Linked DNA regions of Mus musculus: region 1 is linked to region 2. Evidence: chromatin contacts called from public promoter capture Hi-C data. All regions are on one chromosome and are shown on one strand. The core of a region is the stretch at or near the end of the contact, and the rest is flanking DNA. Distances in the headings are between cores, read along the strand shown.

Region 1 (3,853 bases), core at 342-2,841, 2.2 Mb before region 2:
GTGTACACCACCACTACTGGAGACTTTCTATTTTCTTCACTGAGTCAATTTTGGCAAGCTATATCTTTCCAGATAATTCCAAATATTTGGATTACAATGATAACTGACATCTGGAATACCCTAACTCTTAAAGAAATTATATGATTTATGTATGGGTCATGCGAAGTGCTGAAACCTGTAATCCATCCCAGCACTCCGAATTATAAATCATCAGAAAGTAACAACGCCTATGTGCACTGCGTGGCAGTTTATATAAGTACTGTTAATATGTAACTTCATCTGAAGGGCAAAGTCTAACTAGTTGCAGAGGGAGGGACAACTTCTTATCTAGGCAGAACAGCTGGTTCAGATCAACGCCCCTTTAGGGCCACACTAGAGCGTTTTGTGGAGGACTATGTAGCTATTCCATCACTCCTGGGATTAAGTCACTGACAAAAGGAAGCAGCCACCGAATGACCTGGCAGTGTGTCTGCACGAGGGTGTTTAGGAGTGTTCTTGCTGATGGGAACCTTCCCCAAGGCCAGGCTGGGTGGGAAGTCCAGGGAATTGGCGTGTTTTCTAACACGGGTGGAGCTGCTCCTGCCTGCCGTTCCACAGGGCCACTTGGCCCAGGATGCAGCGAGCAACGGTGGATCAGGACGGACTCACCAGGGCCTCGAAGTCCTTACAGTCGTGGCGGGCGTAGGAGGCGGGGAAGGGCCGCAGCACCGAGTCCCGCTTGTAGCTCTGCAGCGCCGAGGCGAAGAGGCTGCAGCGGAGGTCCGCAGCCAGCACGTCGCGGCTCGCTGCCTCCCTGGCTGCTGCCCTGTTGGAGAGCTGCATCCCGGGCTCGTAGCGCGTGGCCGGGAGGAGACAAGGAGGGGCAGCGCGGGGCCTGGGCCCGGGGGACCGTAGACCGTCTGCTGCCAGGTTTTCCAGCCCGGGGGGTGGAGCTAGGCAAAGGGGTGACAAATTGACATTGGTGAGAACGCGCCGGCGAGCGTCCTCTGCAGGACACTGGGCACGGTCGCTCAGTGCGGGGAAACACGGGATCTGGGAGAGTCGCCTCTCGGGTCCCGCCAGTCCCGGAGTCCCCGGTATGGAGTTGTCGCTATTGCACCCGGCGTGGGTAGTACCCCGGGGACCCGGCCGATCAGTCCTGGCCGCCCCACACTGCCAGCAGCCACCGCCTACCTCCCCGCCCGCCGCTCTCACGCCGCTCCGCCCACCCGGCCCAGGCCCGCCCCTTCCCGCGCCCTTGCTCAGCTCGCGCCCGCCCACAGGTCCCGGAGGATCCCAGCTGCCCCGGGTGCTGGGCAAAGGTGCCCAATGCGGCTGCTAGTCATCCTCGCCACCGCCCCAAGTGGAAACCGCCCCGGGACCCGCCCCGGGGAATTGTCTTTGTCCTGGCTCCACGGGTTGAGCCAGCCTCGCTCACCTTGGGAATTGCCACCTGTTGAATAAATCGGTTTCCTCTGGAGCTGACACGTTGCACACAAGAAGCCACTTGATACCCAGGGAAAACTGAAGGTCGGAGTGACACAATACTTTCTCAAGACACTGTAGCCGACCCAAAGACCTTCCTCTCTACCTTACAGCCTCCGCAATTCTCTGAATTGCTCAAATGTCTGACCTCAGATTTCCCAGGATCCTCCTCCTTCGAAGGCCTCTAACAGGAAGTCGGGAAAACAGGCACTGGGAGAACAATGACCTAACCCTGCCGAAGGGAAAAGACCGGACCCCAAGATGACTCAGCAACTGGTCGAGTAAAGGCACTTGCTGTCCGTCCTCACGACCTGAGTTCTATCCCAGGATCCCATATGTTAGGAGCTAAGTGACTCTAGCAATTTGTCCTATGACTTCCACACCTGCACCAAGGCTCAAGTGTGCCCACATGTGAACGTATACACAAAATAAATAAATGTAGGGCTGGTGAGATGGCTCAGCGGGTAAGAGCACTGACTGCTCTTCTGAATGTCCTGAGTTCAAATCCCAGCAACCACATGGTGGTTCACAACCACTGGTAATGAGATCTGACTCCCTCTTCTAATTCGTTTGAAGACAGCTACAGTGCACTTATGTATAATAAATAAATCTTTGGGCCGGAACAAGCAGGGACTGAGCGAGCAGGGTTGACCAGAGCAAGCAGTGGTCCTAAATAAAAATTCAATTCCCAACAGCCACATGAAGGCTCACAACCATCTGTACAGCTACAGTGTACTCACATACATAAAATAAATACATTAAAAAATTAAAATAAAGGCAGGAGGATTTCTGAGTTCGAGGCCAGCCTGGTCTACAAAGTGAGTTCCAGGACAGCCAGGACTATACAGAGAAACCCTGTCTTGAAAAACCAAAATAAATAAATAAAATAAAATAAAAAATGTAAGAACAGATTCCCTTTACCTCTTCTTCTTCAAGACCTCACTAGAAAAAAAGCACTTGGCCTTCTGGTCACATAGAAATCTAAGACCAGTGCTGAATTGTTAGACTAAAAGTCCCCTTTAAAGACCCCACACGTGCTGAGAGGTGGTGGCTCACGCCTTTAGTCCCAGCACACCAGAAGCAAAGGCAGGCATATCTCTGAGTTCAAGTCCAGCCTGGTCTACAGATCAAATCCCAGGACAGCAAGGGCTACACAGAGAAACCCTGTCTCAAAAAAAACAAAAACAAACCCCAAAACAAAACTTTACAAAAACAAAAACAAAAACAACCATTAATTAGATAAATAAACATACACACACACTGGCTCTGCTCTCTGAGAAATCACCCCCTTCTTGGGCATCCGAATGGGACCTGGCCCTGTGCTCCTCAGACTTCGGGAGGGAAGACAGGCAGAACTATATTCTCAGACCCTAGAGAGCTTCCCAGGCCAAACAATGATGCAAACCACCCCCAGGAGTCCAAATGGTAATGGTTGTTGTAAGGCCTGGGCTGATTTGGAATCACCAAAATGTCTGAGAGCCTATGACCTCAAATAAAACCCCTCCAGCACCCCAAGTCCTGGGGCCCCTAGGGCCCCATGGAGCATCTGGAACCCTAAGGTACCTGCTGCATGTCTGAGGCATATCGCATGACCCTCACTCTGAGAAAACCTTCTCACCACCTCTCCTGCCACATAAGTATAATAAATGTACTTTTAAAGAATATTAATGAGATGGAGAGATGATGGCTCAGTGGTTAAGAACACTGACTCATAAATGAGGAAAATACCTAATTAAAAAAAAATACCGTTTAAAAAACAAAAACAAAAACAAAAAAAAAAAACCCACTGACTCTTCTTCCAGAGGTCCTGAGTTCAACTCCCAGCAACCACATGGTGGCTCACAACCATCTGTAATAGGATCCAATGCCCTGTTCTGGTGTGTCTGAAGACAGCTACAGTGTACTCACAAACATAAATAAATCTTTAAAAAAATGAATGAAGGACCAGAGAGATGGCTCAGTGATTTAAAAAGCTTCCTGATCTTCCAGAAGACCTGAACTCAGTTCCCAGCACCCACATCTGGAGGCTTACAACAGCCAGTGGCTCCACTTCCATGGACTCTAACACCTCTGTCCTCCATGGGCAGTGCCCTCACATGTGGAGTACATGTTAGCTCTGTGGAGACACATAATTAAAAATAAAGGAGCTGGAGATGTGGTTAGGTTAGGGGATATGGTTCAGTCGTTAGTGGCTGCTCTCCCAGAGGATCTAGGTTCAATTCCCAGCACCCCCTTGGCAGCTCACAACCCTCTGTAACTGCTGTCCCAGACAATCTAATGCTGTCTTCTTGTATCTTCAGGCACGAGGCATGCATGTGGTACTTGATCATACGTATAGGCAAAACACCCATACACGTAAGAAAACAGAAAGGGCTTTACAGTTTTTTTC
Region 2 (3,585 bases), core at 854-3,353:
AGGATCTCCTGTAGCCCAGGCTTGCCTGGAACTGGAATCCTTGGATCTTTTACCTCCCAACTACTGGGATTTTGTTCAGGTACCACAATTTCCATTTTTATGCAATGTCAGAGGTCAAACACAGGACTTCTTGTATGTTAGGCAGTTAGATAAACAGTCTACAAGCAGAGCTGAATCCCTAAGCCTGCCTGGATTCGAATTTGGTGATGCAGTCTAAGCTGCAGATATTTGAAAATCGTTATATTATAGACCAAAAGTCAAGAGTTGAATGATAGCTCTGGGTGGTTGAATAAAGATCACAGCTGAGTCTTAGAATCTCCTATCCTTCTTCTTTCTCTCTCTCTCTCTCCCCCCCCCTCTCTTTCTTCCTCTCTCCCTTCCTTATTCTCTCTCTCCCTTCCTTCCCCTTCCCTCCTTTTTTCCTTCCTTCCTTTCTTGTTCCCCTACCCCTACCCCAGGTCTCTTTGTGTAGCCTTGGCTATCTTAGAACAAGTTCTGTAGACCAGGCTGACCTCGAACTCACAGAGATCTGCCTCGTCTTTATAGCAAATTCCAGGGCTGAATAGTGAGACTCAGGAGAGAAAAAGGGTGGAGGGCGGAAAGGAGGGAGAGAGACGAGGAGAGAGGAATAGGGGTGGGGGTGGGGAAGCTACCTAGTAAAGAGACAGGAATGGAATGTTGGGACAGTGGCAGTGATGTGGAGGAAAGTTCAAGAACTCTGTTTCCAGAGAAAGCAATCACATCAACTGTTAGCAGTTCCCTCTAGGCAATTGAGGTAAGCCCTGGGAACTGAGAGTGGGCTTCGAAAAGGTGTAGATGAGAGCTCAAGATAGGGCAGGCAGTGGAGCTGCCTCAGGATAGGTTTGGAGGTAATGCCACTGAAGAAATGGGAACAAGTACTTGTAGAAAAATGAAGTCTTGTTTGTGAATTTATTCAGTGAAGAAAGCGGAGAAATAGAGTACCCATTGAAGGTAATTTTGGATCCAGAGGAAGCATAAATTTAAGTAAGGAATTTTGGTTATGTTTATATGCTGATGAAAATGATTCCTTGAAGAAAGGGGGTTGGAACTATAAAGATACTGGAGTAAAACATGTGGGCATGTGGGAGTGAAATAATCCAGGTCACTGGTCAGGACCTGGCCTTCTTGAATTCAGAGTAACCCAAATGTTAAGAGGATTTTGATAGTAAAAAGTTGATCAGTTAAAAAAGGCTGGGGTTTTGAAGGAAGCTTTTAGTAGATAGGAGTAAGTCTAAATATCAATGTAGGTGAAGAAAACCCTTCTGGGATTAAGCACACCCCACCCCCCCCAATCCATTTTTCTCTTGGTGAGCCTTTTAATCTCTATGCTGTTCATCACCATTAGTAATTATATCTTAATAGTTCACAGATCTGTACCCCATGAGCGACAGGTCAGGGATCTTCTCTAATTTCTGACTACCCAGGGTGACGCGATGAATAAATGTCTTCAGAATTTGCCTTAGCTACTACTGTTAAATGCTGTTTAGGAGAGTCCCTTTTTCCCCTCAGAGCTTTTATTTCGGAAAAGATACCATGGGAATGATATATATATATATATATATATTTTTTTTTTTTTTTCTTTTTTGGCCTAACTGCCTCATCATGAGGATCTGCGTAAACCCAGAAACGCTTCGTCAAATTCTCCTTAGACAAAACTGACTAATTGGCTAGTTGTGATCGACCGGCAGCTGGGTAGGGTACAGGTGCAGAACGCATCTTGCGCATGGGGGCGCGCCGTGGCTTCAGTCAACTGGGGCTCAGAGGGCAGCCGAAGGATGAGACTGAGGCCAACACCTCCCCAGATGTGGCCTCTTCCCTGGGCGCTACTGGCTCGGCCAGTGTGGGGGCGGGGAGGCCGAGGGGGTAGTAACTGTCAAACTCCCGCTTGGCGCCATTATTTAAATAGTGCGTGTGGGTCTCGCAGCTGTGCGTGCCCGGGGCGGGGCAGCGAGCTCCTGGAGTGGGGCGGAGGCCAGGGGCGGAGCGGGAAGGCTGAGGGGCGGGGTGGAGGCGGAGTCAAGTCCGCTAGAGGGGAGGTTCCAGCGCGGCCCCCGGCGAGCTTCATTGCGCTTGCGCTGACAGACGCAAGATGGCGGACAGTGCGGAACTAAAGGTAAAGCGCAGCTCGAATTCACTTCTAATATTCGGCCGCGGAGACGGCGCCGCGGCTGCCGGGGGGATGGGTCGGACCCTGGGGGGCCCGCTCGGGCCGGGCTCCACCCGAGTCTGGAGTTGTAGGCGGGAGAGGCGCTCCGGGCCTTAGTGGAGGGGGCCTGGCTGCGGCGGGCCGTGGGCCCCGGGTGCCTCGGGGGCGCTGACGGGTCGTCCCCGGCGTGTTATTGTTGTGGGCGCCTCTGGCGGGGGTGGCGGGGCGAAGAGAGAGTGAGTCGGGACGTGGCGGCAGCGGCGGTCCCCGGGGCCTGGGTGCCTTACCTTGCAGCCCGCCTCCCCCCCCCCCCCCCATGGGCAGCCAGGGGGTGGGGGGGTGTAGGCTGCTCTGGGAAGAGGGGGATCGGGAAAACTGCCCCGCTGCCGCTTCCTCTTCCTCTTTCGCCGTCCCGGGCTCCTGTCAGGCGCAGCGCTCGGACCCCCGGGAACTTGGCTCCGGCCGCCCCGCCCCTCCGCGGCGCCCAGGCGCCCCCGCCTCGCTTGCCGCCGCTGCCCGCCCGCCTGTCAATGGGTGCCCGGCCAGAGGGAATGCGCGATCCCGGGGCAATCGGCTAGGGAATACGAGGGAGAAGCTCTTGGAAAGTTTAGCGAGCCCGGAGCCGGCGTTGGGGGTTCGGCTAAAGGGTTGCAGGGGGAGTCTGCCCGGGCGGGACGTTACTGTTTCTCTCTTGATTTCGGGCCACCGGGGAGGGTGTGTGTGTGGTGGTGGGGAGCAACCCATTGAAAGAGTGTGCTTTTGGGAGCGGTGGTGGGGATGCAGCCACCTCTCTGCACTCTTGCTGTCTCTGGTGTGGCAGATGAGAGCAGCCTTGGGGGTCTCTAAACACACCATGATGGCGATGCTATAGCTGATGGAGGTGAATGGTTCGTGTTTATATCCCCCGTTGCCTTTTGTTTGTTAGGGACATCTTGCTGGCCATGTTGATTTAAACGAAATTCTCCTCCCACCCACCCCCCATCCCACCCCAACCTCCAATAAATAGAACGTTCCATCGTTCCTCTCAACTGTACCAATTACTCATGCCTCGCGAAATTAGATGAAAGGGTGCCCCCTTTCCCCCGCTTTTTCTCCCACCCCAATCTTTACCTGATGATGGCTCCTTTACTGAAGCACATATACCACTACACAAGCAGTTGGGGGAGGGCTGGTGGAACCCTTATGATTGGATTGTGACAAATGGGTCTCTGCTTGAATAATTCTGGTTTAGTAGCAGGCAGGCAGTTCTTAACTAACGCATATTATTTAGAGGCTCTGAACATGGTATTCCCTTCTCTGGCTTCCTGTGTGCGAACCAAACAGCTGGTTATAGCACATCTCTGTCAGAGTGGAGATTGGGCTATGCAATTATAAATCCTCAGGGAGATTTAGAAATTCTTTTTATAATCAATAAAAAA

Evidence for each region. Promoter capture Hi-C pulls out the DNA fragments that hold promoters and counts their contacts.
Region 1: a promoter capture Hi-C map of pre-B cells shows a contact between it and region 2, with 4 times the contacts expected there. The contact joins the promoter of Parp16 here to the promoter of Pias1 in region 2. A contact is called at or near these places in 2 of 39 promoter capture datasets (erythroid cells and pre-B cells).

What each region holds. Positions count from the first base shown.
Region 1 is chr9:65,212,428-65,216,280 of GRCm38.p6, reverse strand. Parp16 (poly (ADP-ribose) polymerase family, member 16) reads right to left here and starts at 1,591. Exons shown (of 7, transcript NM_177460.4): 1 at 1,418-1,591; 2 at 649-932. The coding sequence starts at 822. It overlaps Gm40527 (a long non-coding RNA gene), which reads right to left. Exons shown (of 3, transcript XR_870869.2): 3 at 3,846-3,853.
Region 2 is chr9:62,979,397-62,982,981 of GRCm38.p6, reverse strand. Pias1 (protein inhibitor of activated STAT 1) reads left to right here and starts at 2,103. Exons shown (of 14, transcript NM_019663.3): 1 at 2,103-2,134. The coding sequence starts at 2,111. Gm35574 (a long non-coding RNA gene) reads right to left here and starts at 2,468. Exons shown (of 6, transcript XR_379535.2): 1 at 2,455-2,468.